Regions from separate parts of the Sus scrofa genome. Here region 2 is linked to region 1. The links are chromatin contacts, called in public HiChIP or PLAC-seq maps. All regions are on one chromosome and are shown on one strand. Each heading gives the region's core, a stretch centred on a gene start, on an enhancer-like site or on the middle of the called end of the contact. The rest is flanking DNA. Distances are from core to core; before and after follow the strand shown. Region 1 overlaps CARMIL1 (F-actin-uncapping protein LRRC16A). Region 2 holds the start of TRIM38 (E3 ubiquitin-protein ligase TRIM38).

Evidence for each region. HiChIP or PLAC-seq counts read pairs in DNA pulled down with a chosen protein or histone mark.
Region 2: a contact with region 1 is called in an H3K27ac HiChIP or PLAC-seq map of alveolar macrophages. The contact joins the promoter of TRIM38 here to the enhancer-like site in region 1. A contact is called at or near these places in 2 of 5 promoter capture datasets (fetal liver and liver), 6 of 47 Hi-C or Micro-C datasets (alveolar macrophages, embryonic fibroblasts, fibroblasts and 2 more) and 1 of 2 datasets of contacts at active chromatin or transcription factors (alveolar macrophages).

Annotation. Positions count from the first base shown.
Region 1 is chr7:20,333,480-20,339,624 of Sscrofa11.1, reverse strand. It overlaps CARMIL1 (F-actin-uncapping protein LRRC16A), which reads right to left. Exons shown (of 37, transcript XM_013977486.2): 33 at 5,408-5,837; 34 at 757-838. Among named protein-coding and RNA genes, the nearest start is that of SCGN, 53 kb to the left of the region's middle. Within about 2 kb of position 3,159, at least 21 of the 83 cell types and tissues checked have an H3K27ac peak or open chromatin away from gene starts, as enhancers often do. A contact at or near this core is called in alveolar macrophages, fetal liver and liver, where this site is marked.
Region 2 is chr7:20,680,162-20,686,306 of Sscrofa11.1, reverse strand. It overlaps TRIM38 (E3 ubiquitin-protein ligase TRIM38), which reads right to left and starts at 3,771. Exons shown (of 7, transcript XM_021098422.1): 1 at 3,552-3,771; 2 at 1,330-1,885. The coding sequence starts at 1,740.

The DNA.
Region 1 (6,145 bases), core at 1,910-4,409:
AGTCAGAGGGATGACGTGTACAGCGTGAGGAATATAGTTAATAATACTGTGATATCTTTGCACGGTGACAGATGATAATGAGACTTATGGTGATCATTTTATAATGTATAGGAATATGCAATCAGGAGTTCCCACTGTGGCACAGCGGAAAAGAATCCGACTAGTAACCATGAGGTTGTGCGTTCGCTCAGTGGGTTAAAGGATCCAGCATTGCCATGAGCTCTGGTGTCAGTCGCAAATTCGGCTCGGATCCTGCGTTGCTATGGCTGTAGCATAGACCAGCAACTGTAGCTCCAATTCAACCCCTAGCCTGGGAACTTCATATGCCGCAGATGTGGCCCTAAAATGGAAAAAAAAAAAGAAAAAGAAAAAAAAATATGGAACCACTGTGGTGTGCCCCTGAACTGACACGGTGTTGTAGGTCAGTTATACTTCCATAATTAGTTAATCAAAGCCAATCATCAGGTCCACCCCTCTTCCACACCTTCCCAAATATCCACAGTTTAGTCCTTCTCAATGAAATTTCTTCCCTTTGGGAAACTGGAGAAGGTGCTCTGTCCAGGTGCCAGGCTATACTGGTGGGCAATGTGGGGCAGGTGAAGGGATGTGGTCTTTTAGGTGAAAGGTGAGACCATATAACACAGAGACCCATTCTTGCTCTCCATCTTTCTTTTCCTTCTGTCAATCACACGCACCACCTACAACCAGAAGGTAAGTATTTCTTCCTAAGCGGGTGGTAGCAATGGCCTGACTCACCTGCCCCACCTCCATCCAACTGTTCCGAGCTGCCCAAGGCCAGGCTGGAAGGATCCTGGGGGGTGGCTTCACTCCCAAGTTTCTAAAAAATGCAAGCACCCCACCCCCAACGGTGCGTAGTTATTTAAAGTGTAAGAAAAAAGAACAAAGCAGATGATAAAAGACAACAAATCATGGCTCTTTAATTCTGCTGCCATTACTGTGACCTCTCCGTCTCTCCAAGGCTGGCATGAAACTATGAGAAACACCTTCTGCAATTTTTTTTTTTTTTTTTTTTTTTTTTAGGGCTACACTTGTAGCATATGGAGGTTCCCGGGCTAGGGGTCCAATCGGAGCAACAGCTGCCGGCCTACACCAGAGCCACAGCAACGTGGGATCCAAGCCGCGTCTGTGACCTATACCACAGCTCACGGCATCACCGGATCTTTAACCCACTGAGCGAGGCCAGGGATTGAAACCTGCAATGTCATGGTTCCTAGTCGGGTTCGTTAACCACTGAGCCACGAGGGGAACTCCTGTTCTGTGTTTACAGTCAGGGCTCTGGGTCCAAAGTGCAGCCAGTTCCTCAGGCTGCTCCCCACAGATGGGAGGGGCGGAACCAGGAGAAGCCAGTGGGCGTGGTGACGCCTCCTGTTCTCCTCTTTGAACACCCATGTGGGCGCTGCAGCCCCTGATGCTCCATGTGATGGGGGCACTGATGCCCTAAGCTTCCAGGACCTGCTCCAGGTTGGGCTCCACTGATCTAAAAGCAGTGGAAACCTTTCTGACCTCAAGGTACAAACCAGGTAGACGGGGGCCTGAAATGGGCAGGGACTTCCTTGCCACTGAAGCAGAAGGCACAAGACGCAGATCTCCTGTTTAGAAGACAAATATAGATAAACTGCTCTGAATTCATTTTTCAAAAATCTGAGGGTGGGATGGGTTTGTGACGGCAAAGACGAGGAAGATGAGACGCCACTGTCTTAGGGCAGGAGCTGTGGCTGATGAAGTGGGGGAGTCAGCCCCTGCTTTATGGAGCAGAAAGCCCACATAAGAATGAGGCATTTAGGAGTTCCCATTGTAGCTCGGCGGGTTATGAACCCGACTAGCATTCATAAGGATGCAGGTTTGATCCCTGGCCCCACTCAGTGGGTCAATAAGGATCTGGCGTTGCCATGAGCTGTGGTGTAGGTCACAGACACAGCTCAGATCCTGCATTGCTGTGGTGTGGGCCAGCAGCTGTAGCTCTGATTCGACCCCCAGCCTGGGACCTTCCATATGTTGCACCCATGGCCCTTTTTAAAACAAAAAAAGAAGGAGCATTTAGATACAAAAAAGATAAGTCTGGTGTTGGCTTAATGATACCTAATAGTTCTATTGGCAAAGATGATCTACATCTACCTCCCATCTAAAAAAACAAAAGTTGAAGTGGGTGAGTAGACCAGGAGGCACAACGACTCCTGAGAGTCGGCCCTCCAACCTCTCCTTCCCAGCTCAACCTGCGCTTCTGACAAACCTAAAAGCAAATAGTGGCTGCCAGGTCCAAGCTTTAAGTTGTTTTGGATGAAAGAGGAGAGATTATTTGAAACACAGCTGAGCTCTGACACATTCACAATCTGCCACAGCCACACCCCCGCCAGGAGCACGGCAGTGTCAGAGGGGAGCAGTGAACACAGCAGGAATGCAGGGGCATTTCTCAGCAAGTGTACACATGTTCCACTTTCACCAGTGGAGGGTGCAGAACGGGTCTCAGAAGAAATGTGTACACGAGTGCTACACCAAGAGTGGGCAATTCTCTGCCACCATTATGCAAAACTGATTCCCAAGGAAAGGAAGCCCCGAGCCACGGGCTGCACGTGGAGCCCCCTCTGAGCCTTGGACAAGAGTCTGCAGGGCCAGGGACGAGCCTTGAATAGCCAGCCCACACCAGCAGGGGGCGCTACTGCCCCTGACCCCAGGCTGTCCAGAGGCTGTGCCTAAGCAGTCCTCAAATGCACAGTGCCTGGCCTCGCCTTTTATGGCTTCTTGGAATGTGGAGTCCTCCGGAACTGTGCTCACACACAAAAGATAAGGTGGAGCATTTAAACAGAGCTAGAAGGAAGGTGAGATAAGCAAGGCACTCAGGGCGCATTGAAGGAGGAACTGTCTCTCAGGCTCTGGCAGCTACGGGGCTGGCATCTGAGAGTAAGAGCCTCCTTAAATGATGTAGGTGTCTTACTTGGCTACACTTAAAATATAATCCTAGGAGTTGTCTTCCCTTTTTCCTTCTAGGCTTTCTGAGGTAGTTATAAATCTCCCAAATGCCTATGCAGAATGAGGATATAATAACCTAATGTCAATAACCAGAATGAGGATATGATAACCTCATTATAGGGGCCACAGAAGAAAAGATGTGGCTGCTAAGCTTTCAATACCTTTAGTTAGTCTCCTTTGTTAATAAATAATAAGTGCCGGAGCTCCCGTCATGGCTCAGTGGTAACGAAGCTGGCTAGTATCCATGAGGATGCAGGTTTGATCCCTGGCCTCGCTCAGGGGGTTAAGGATCCTGCATTGCTGTGGCTGTGGCGTAGGCCGGCAGCTACGGCTCTGATTTGACCCCTGGCCTGGAAACTTCCACAGGCTGCCAGTGCGGCCCTAAAAAGACAAAAAGAAATACATAAATGAAATAAAATAATAAGTGCCATACTTTCATTTTTACAGCTCTTTAAATACATCTACGTAAAAGTGAATAGTGTGAAGAGGAAAGTGAAGACAACATAATTTTTTTTTATCAATAGTATATTAACTTCTGGTATTATGTTGATAGTTTATAGAGAACACAGTCATATAATTTAGGGAGAAGTATCCTAAAATGAATTTATGAAAAACTTACTATTTTATTGTGCTGATGGAACACCCTTGACTGATTTCAAGTGTTAAAGCCTAAGGATTTTTTATTATCGTTGTTTTAAATAGACACTAGATGGCGCTCAAAGATTTTAAGTCGAACAAATAAAACTTAAATCCTAAGAATTTTGTCACCATGAGCCAATTTATTTATCAAATCCAAAGCACGTGGAAGAAACCCTCCGGCACTGCTCATCTCTCTATCCAAAGGCATCAGTGGAAACAGTGATAAAATAAACAGCTCATTAGTGAAAACAGTGCATTCCTGGTTGTAAAGAAATTCTCTAAAAACAGATTAAAATATAAACATTTCTTTGGCCGTCTGACTCATCAATGACATAGTCGCAGTATTTATTCAAAATTCTGACCAGCAAAGGCCACATCATGTCTCCCTTGTTGAATTATCAGAACGTAGTCTTACCCCCTCCACTCTTCCCTGAGAGCTAAAGTCAGGAGGGCTCTGAGACTAGGAAAATGGTACTGGTGGAAGAACTATAGTGAATAGCTGTCAAATCAAAAGGGATGCAGGATTTCATGAAAAAAAAAAAAAAAAAAAAAAGAATTAGTCATTTAGAAGTAATATAAAACAGCCCTCCGTGTCCCGGTATACAGTTTACCATGTACTTTCCGAAAATCAAGGGGGATGAACTATTTTATTCTGACACTTAGATAAAATCGATGTGCAACTTCCCTTTCATTGAGGAACCCAGTTTTACAGACATAAAAGCTCAAGCGAATGCACAGAAACCAAAGCCTGGCTTCATTACGTTAATCTTAGTGATCACAATAAGGATACCATCCTCAAGGAGCTACAGAAAAACAACAACAACAACAACAAAAAAAAAACAGATAAAAAGGGAAGAAAAAAATGCACAACTTTTAAAAAGAGGTTCAAAAATAATGCATTAAATCAGATGTGGGGGGCACTCAACAATTTTTAAATGATAAAGTTTTTCCTCATAGCAATAGATAATATATCTCAATGGTCAAGTGTTTGATTAACTCAGAGCTCCTGTTGTGGCTCAGGGGGTTAAGAATGTGATCAGTATCCATGAGGAGGCGGGTTCGATTCCTGGCCTCGTTCAGTGGGTTAAGGATCTGGTGTTGCCGTGAGCTGTGATGTAGGCCGGCAGCTGTAGCTCTGATTTGACCCCTAGCCTGGGAACTTCCATATGCCACAGTTGAGGCATTTAAAAGGAAAAAAAAAAAAAAGGTTCTATTAATTCTAGCAGAGTGCAATGCTCTTCTTTTTGACTTAAATCTGGAACTTACTGAGGAACTTCTAGGTTTGGAAAATGACAAATTCTGAAAGAACTGAAAAACACATCTCCCTTTATAGAATTAGAATCTGGTTTCAATCGTTTGATTTGCCTCTGGGAGCTTTCCTATCACCCATCAGCTTCAGGTCTCCATTCGGATTCAACAGACTCAGTCTTTCCCCAGAATGGAGCATGTCCCTGGCACAAGTGTCGGGTGTTTCTGACATGCACAGGAGCCCCCGAGCAGGTGGGACAAGGCCTGCGGGACGCTCAGCCACTGACCAGCCTCCAGAGGCTGAGGCTCTCCGGGACATCGCAGCCTCAGGGCCAGAGAGAAAACATGCCTTCGTATTCCATGCTCTGGGCTCTTTGGGGAAAAGCATTGTGTGTTGGGATATCTCTTTAATCTCCAGGCTGTTTCTCTGTATCTCTTTTGCCCATGAAAAAAAAAAAATGAATGGAGGCAAAAAAAAAAGACAAAGACAATAAAGTCAACATAGACACTCCTCCTCCTCCTCCCCCCTTACCTTCTGCGAGCCAGCAGCCCTCCGCTCCTGCTTGGCCTTCATCTCTGCCAGCAGACCGCTGCCCATCATCTGGACCCCGTACCTCCGTCCTCCCTGTGGGCTGCCCTTGCTGTCACTGCGCTCCACCTTCCCCACCTCCTCCCCTTGACCTTCCTCTAGGGACTCAGGTGTTTTGAGTTCCTCCGCCCGCTCAGCACTGCCATTGTGCTCGGCAGCCTTCGTGTCCTTCCTGGGGGCGTCCACGGCTGGACTTCGGACTCCCGCCTTGGGGGAGGAGAGTTCTTCGGTCGCCAAGACTGCTGGGGACCGGTCACATTTGGACCGGGGTTTGATTAAATTGAGAAAGCCGCTTTTCCGAAAGTCCCGCTTTTTCTTCTCGTCTCCTCCTTCGCTAAGCTCGTGGGACTCTGAGCCTCTTGCCGACCATCTCCTGTGTTGCAAAAGAACAAAGCCTGTTGGGTTGATTCACTGTACCTAAGGTTCCAGCAACCATCCGTCAAAAAAGAAACGGGGAGGCTGAGGCTTTATACAGCAACCATTCTGAAGCATTTTTAAAAGCTGACGTCAGAAATAGAAAGGTACATTAAATAGCATCATCCTCTCCACAGGGGAGGAAACTGAGGCAAATACAAATTAAGAATGAGAATCTGGGAGTTCCCGTCATGGCTTGGTGCATTAAGAATCTGACATAGTATCCATGAGGGATGCAGGTTCGATCCCTGGCCTTGCTCAGTGGGT
Region 2 (6,145 bases), core at 2,522-5,021, 350 kb before region 1:
CAGTTTTCTCAAATCTAGGCCAGGCGGAAAAGGAATAAAAGGCAGTAGGGCTATGCCCACTCCTTCATTTCACACTGATAAAGGGGAGCCTTCCTCTGCATGCTTTTGAGTGAGAAACTTAGGAGTTGCCCAAAACCTCTCTCTCAGCTTCATCCTCCATGACCAACTATTTCCAAATCCTCTACTCACTCCCCTTCTTGAGTCTGACCTAGAACTCTTCCCTTCCTCCTTCTTACAGAATAGTCTGAATTCTGCTCCTCGATATACCTTTCATTTTATCAGCACTTGAATGCTCTTTTTAATGTCAGTCTCATCTTCCACTTTTTTTTTTTTTTTTTTTTTTTTTGTCTTTTTGCCATTTCTTGGGCTGTTCCCGCGGCATATGGAGGTTCCCAGGCTAGGGGTCTAAGTGGAGCTGTAGCTGCCGCCTGCGCCAGAGCCACAGCAACTCGGGGTCTGAGCCTCGTCTGCAACCCATACCACAGCTCACAGCAACGCTGGATCCTTAACCCACTGAGCAGGGCCAGGGATCAAACCCGTAACCTCGTGGTTCCTAATCGGATTCGTTAACCACTGAGCCACGACAGGAACTCCTCATCTTTCACTTTGAATGAAAACCCCGCTGTGGTCAGGACTACTCTCGGCTAGGATTTAGACTCTGCCCTGATTCCAAGGTTCTGGGCCCTGATTTCCATTCCCATGAGATCACCTGCCTTTCCTGTACACACCCTCTGGTCTGGTCACAGCAAGTCAGGTAAACTCCCAGGGCTGGGCCTTTGCACATGTGAGCCCCTCTGTCTGGAATCCCCTCTCTCTTCTCCACACTTCTATATGTGGTTAATTTTTATGTGTTCTTCTGGAGTCACTTTTGGGGAAATTGCCCCATTCCAAATCAGCCAAACCAGGGGACTCCAGGCAGCCTTTGTGTTGGTTTGTCTTTCCTACTAAACTATAGGTTACCTACAAGGTGGTGTCTTTGTCCCCTGTGTTTTCAGACTCTATCCCATGGTCTTGTACATTGTGGTTTCCCAGATTACATACAGAGTGTGAGGCAATAGGACATGCATGTGGGTGTTGGAGCACATGGCAATCAGGGCAGGGAGAAGGTCATCAAAGTGAGACTGGCTAGGGACAAGAGTCTGACCATTCCGGTCAGGATAGACCATTAGGACCAGATTCAGTGAGGACCCCTCATAAGAATGACATGATGAAAACTTTATTCTAGGATCCTGATCTTGGGTTTCAGGCTAAATAATCTCAGGTCTCAGAGTGGGGTGAGGGGCAACATGAGGCCAGGTACTTGCCAAACCCCTCTGGCCCACCACTTACCTTGTAGCCTTGGCACGCGTCTTCCACCAGAGTTGTGGCGTGCCCTCTGTGCTGTGGTCCCCGATCACAGCGCCAGCAGATGAGCTTGCCTTCATTCTCACAGAACAGATGGAGCTTCTCTCCATGTTCCTCACATGACATTTCCTGGTCCATCTCCTTGATGGCTTCAATGAGGCCTCCCAGCTGCACGTTGGGTCGGAGGCTTGACATTTTAAATGGCACCCGACACTGGGGACAGGAGAATGTCTCCAGCCATGGCTGCATTCGGCAGAGATTCTCAAAGAAGTTCACAATGCACGAGTGGCAGTAGCTGTGTCCACAGCTGATGCTCACCGGCTTAGACATGAGGTGCAGGCAGATGGAGCAAGTGGCTTCCTCCCTCATCTTCCTGGTGGTTGTGGTTGAGGCCATGGCTTTTCCTGAAAAGCTCCAATATTGGATTTAGAGGCAGAGAAGAAGCAGCCAGAATTTTCCCACCATGTTCAGAAATTACCTCACCTGAGCCTCTGTGATGCACTGGCTACCACTGGCCTCCACAGGTCATGAGGTCTTCTTTCTAGAGAAAAGGAATAGATTGGAATTTAGAAAATGTGTACAATGTAGCTTTGTTGTGGAGTATGGTAGCCATTATTACCTGTGGCTATTTAAATTAATTACAATTAAATAGAATTAAAAATTCCTTTCTCACACCCACTAGCCACATTTCAGTTATTTAATAGCTGCAGGTGATGGATAGCTAAGATAGCCCAGATATGGAACATTCCATCATTGTGAAAAGTTTTCTTGGACTAAGTGCTGAGAGAGAGAGACAAGGTAGGCCTCCTCAGCAAAGTTGCAGCAAGAGAGAGAACTCAGTGAGGGACTGTCAGACTCTTTCCCACTCTAATAAAGGTTGAGAATAACTAGTACCAGAATTATTTCTTTGTAACTGGTAATGACACTTAGGTAACTGGGTGGTCTATGAAGATTCCATTGAAACAATCCAATTTGACTCTAATTAAACTCCCACTCTTACCCACAAAGAACCATAGACACCAGCTTAATAAAATCCCCAGTGGAGACACAATCAGGATGATAGTGAAAGTAAAAAAGACATCCAGAAGAACCAGGGAACTCTATTAGCCCTCCCTGACCTGACAGAAAGAGAATTAGAAAAAGCTGGGGGAGTTCCGTTTGTGGCTCAGCAGGTTAAGAACACAACTAGTATCCATGAGGGTATGGGTCCGATCCCTGGCCTCACTCAGTGGGTTAAGGATTTGGCGTTGCCATGAGCTGTGGTATAGTTTGCAGACGCAGCTCAGATTCTGCATTGCTGTGGCTGTGGCCTAGGCAGGCAGCTGCAGCTCCAATTCAATCCCTAGCCTGGGAGCTTCCATATGCCGGGGATGCGTCCCTAAAAAGAAAAAAAAGGGGGAAGAGAAGGGGTTGGTTATGGGTAGCAGAGTTCCTGGAGAGCTAGGGAGGTTAACTGTTGCTTCTCCAGAGCAGGACCTGACTCTCAGGAGAACTGCAGGGTGACTGGAGCACGGGAGTTTGCAGAAGCCAGGATGTGGGGACATAGGAAGCAGATGGGGAAGGTAGGGCCTCTGTGGGACCCTGGGTGCTGGACCCCTGGTGTCCTTCAATGAGGACCCGACAACCCAGAGACTTTGGAGGAGGGAACAGGAGTGAAGAAGTCAGCCCTTTACCCACTGCTGCAGCTGCTTCGGGACCCCAGCCCTGCTCCCTGCTTGCCTACTCCTGGCAGTTGGTCAGGGAGGGCAGTGGAGGCTGGAGGAAGTTTAGAGAGTGACCTTTCTTTTGAAGTGACAGTACCAGAATTAAGAGCAGGGATTCAGCCAAAGTTACTGGAGAGGCCATTTCCCTCTAATAAGTAGAACCGGGCTCATGGAGCCACAGAGAATTTCTTCCAGAGACATCTGTTCTTTGGCAGGTTATCTCGCCCAGAAGGTCCACTAGGCTCCTCTCTGCCAGGGATACTGTGCTCCTGGGGAGAAGGACCTACCTCCCCTCCTCTGAGGCCCAAGGGTGCCTGTCTTGGGCCTTCACTCACCTCACACCCTGGATCTTCTGAGACTGGATGTGGAGGGTGGGAAAGGAGAAAGCAGACAGGGTGTGAGAGCTCTGAAGCCAAGGCCTGGCCATTTTCAGAGTTCCAGCAGGCTCTGTTCTCAGAAAACAACCCCTACCCACCCCGCGGCCGCCCACCACCACACACTCACATGCACATGTCTCCTAGCCCTCCGCCAAGAAAACCTGGGCCTGGACCTTTTCCACTCCCGTCACCACAGATAGTCACACACTCTCTGCTAGATCCCTCCGTAGCAGCCAGGAAGTTCACGCAGGCTACAGAAACTCAGAAGTGAAACTACTGTGGGAGGCGGAGCTCTGCCCAGCTGAGGAGGAAACCAGTGAAAATGTGCCCATCTCTTTTGCACTCTGCTTATGCTGAAAGGGAGGGGAGATGCTAAAGAAATTTTTTTTTTTTTTTTTTTTTTTTTTACAGCAGTAAAAGGGATGGATTGGTAATTCAGGAAGTTCTTTTGTGACTCTAGCACAGAGGATCTAAACCCAGGAAGTCTGCAGAGTTCACAGACTCTGACTTGAGATCTTTCTGCTTTTGCCACCAAACCCCTTGGGATTCATAACCTCCCTGGCTGATGTTACGTTTTGCTATTTTTAGGCTGCTTGTTGTTTTATAACTGCTCTGAAGGATGTGGTGAAAAAAAAGGGGTGGTACCATAATGGGGCTCATTGATGGCAGAAAATTTCTCCAGGCAGTCTCCCATTCTTTGCCCTGATACCCTGTCTCATCTGCCTCCTCAGTGTCCCTGTGAAAGATTCTCATCCTTATCAACAGTCAGAGTTGGGCACCAAGGACAGCAAACGGAACCACTAATGGCCCAGCAGTTAGTGGCCTCAGCTGAGAGCCATGTGAGCTGGGAGCATTGCTCAGTGCTCTCTGGGGGTCTAGGGTTGAGTACTTAGTGCCTCAGCTCCAGCCTCTCCAGTTCAAAATAGAAGCAAAAATACTGGGCCCACCCAATTTAGAGTTATTATTTAATGTGAAAAAACTAACTCAAAATAAGACCTTGCCACATGCATAACCTTAGGTGTAAGAGGTATTTGTGATAAGTGCACAGTGTTTGCTTAGGAAATAAATACATGCAGTGGCCCAGGGGAGCCAGTAAGGATGGCTAAGGACACAGGCAGGAGAAGTTAAGTTTGGATTCTGAGAGCTGCCTGGGATGAACTCTGGGTCCTGGGCCCCTGGCTGGGTGGGTCAGTTGCTGACCCTGGAAGTTCATGGTCTGTGCTAAGGGCATTGGACCTGCAGCTGGAGACTGGGGGGAACTTGATGCAGCCACAGTCCTGCTGGTTCAGCAGCTCAGGCTGGAGGCAAAATTGTGAAACAGCTTCCTCTCTTCCCACCCAAACAGGAGTCTCTCTTCAGCACTGCATCCTCCTGGCTGTTCACAGAGCCTTTGGCCGTTTTGCCACCAGGTGACTCACAGTGCCCTGGCATGTCCTGTGGTAGCTGGCCCCACACATGGTACAGGACACATCTACTCCCAAGGCAGCCAGCATGCAGACGGAAGAGAAAGAATGAGACCCCGAATCCTGACCCAATGCAGACTCTGTGCAGATTCGCACGACTTTCATTGTTGTGGATGCGACTCTGGACCCAGCTCATCCCAAATGTGTCCTGTCAAAGGATCAAGAAAAGGAAGCTAGTGAATGCCACCGAGTAAACAAACTACTGCTACCAACAGGCAATGACAACAAGACCAAAGCATCAACCTCATGCCAGCATCTGTCCTGTGACAGCTGCCCCATCTTGTACCTGTTTCCGTTGCATGAAGGAGGGACTGGTTCACACAGAGAGCTGTGGGTCTTGAAGGCGAGAAGGATGTAGGTGAGCCTTTGTGCAGAGACTTGTTCCTCAAAGCTGAGCCCAGACAGACACTAATTGGAGCTGCTCCCCCTGGGGAGACATCACCTCCAGTAAGTGAGGCTGGGCTTGACCCTGTGAGTCTGGACTGTAGGAAGCTAAAGCCCCAGAATGGGGAGTGGGTCACTGGGGTCTCCTTAAAAAGGCCTGGGCTCTGGGTGTTCCTTCTGTGGGGACAGTCATCCCTTAGGTGTCCCTAAGGTGCCTTCTGCAACTCCTTCTGGTATCTTCTCAGCCAGGCTTACTCTGACCACCTAGTTGCACCCCTCGCCCACTCCCATGCCTTCTATGGTTCCCATGGCACTTATTACTGAATATTTTATTTAAGTCCATCTTGCTTTTTTTTGGCCACACTCGCAGCATACAGAAGTTCTGGGATCGATCCCATGCCATATCAGGACAGTGTTGGGTCCTTGACCAGCTGCGCCACTGGGGAACTCTGCTGTTTATTGCTTATTGTCTGCCTTCTATATAAGAATGCAGATTCCATTAGGGTAGAGAGTTTTGTCAGTTCTTTTCATTGATGAATCTCAAGTATCTAGAATAGTTCCAGATATAGTGGTATATGTTAAACAAGAGAGGCTTTCTAAGCTGCACTAAAGCACATCATAGAAGGTACGCACATGTGTGTGTAATGTACGTAGTGTGGTGTGGGTGATATGTGAGGTGTGTGATGGTGTATGGTATGTGTAGTGTGTAATGTATGTGTGTGTGAGTGATATTATGATGTAGCATCTGGTATGCATGTATATGTATGTATGTGTGGTGTGTTGTGGGATGTACAGTGGTGTGTGCCAGGTGTGGAGTGTGGTACAAGGTTTGTATTTGTGTGATATGTGTGATGGAGTATGGTGTGTGAGCAGT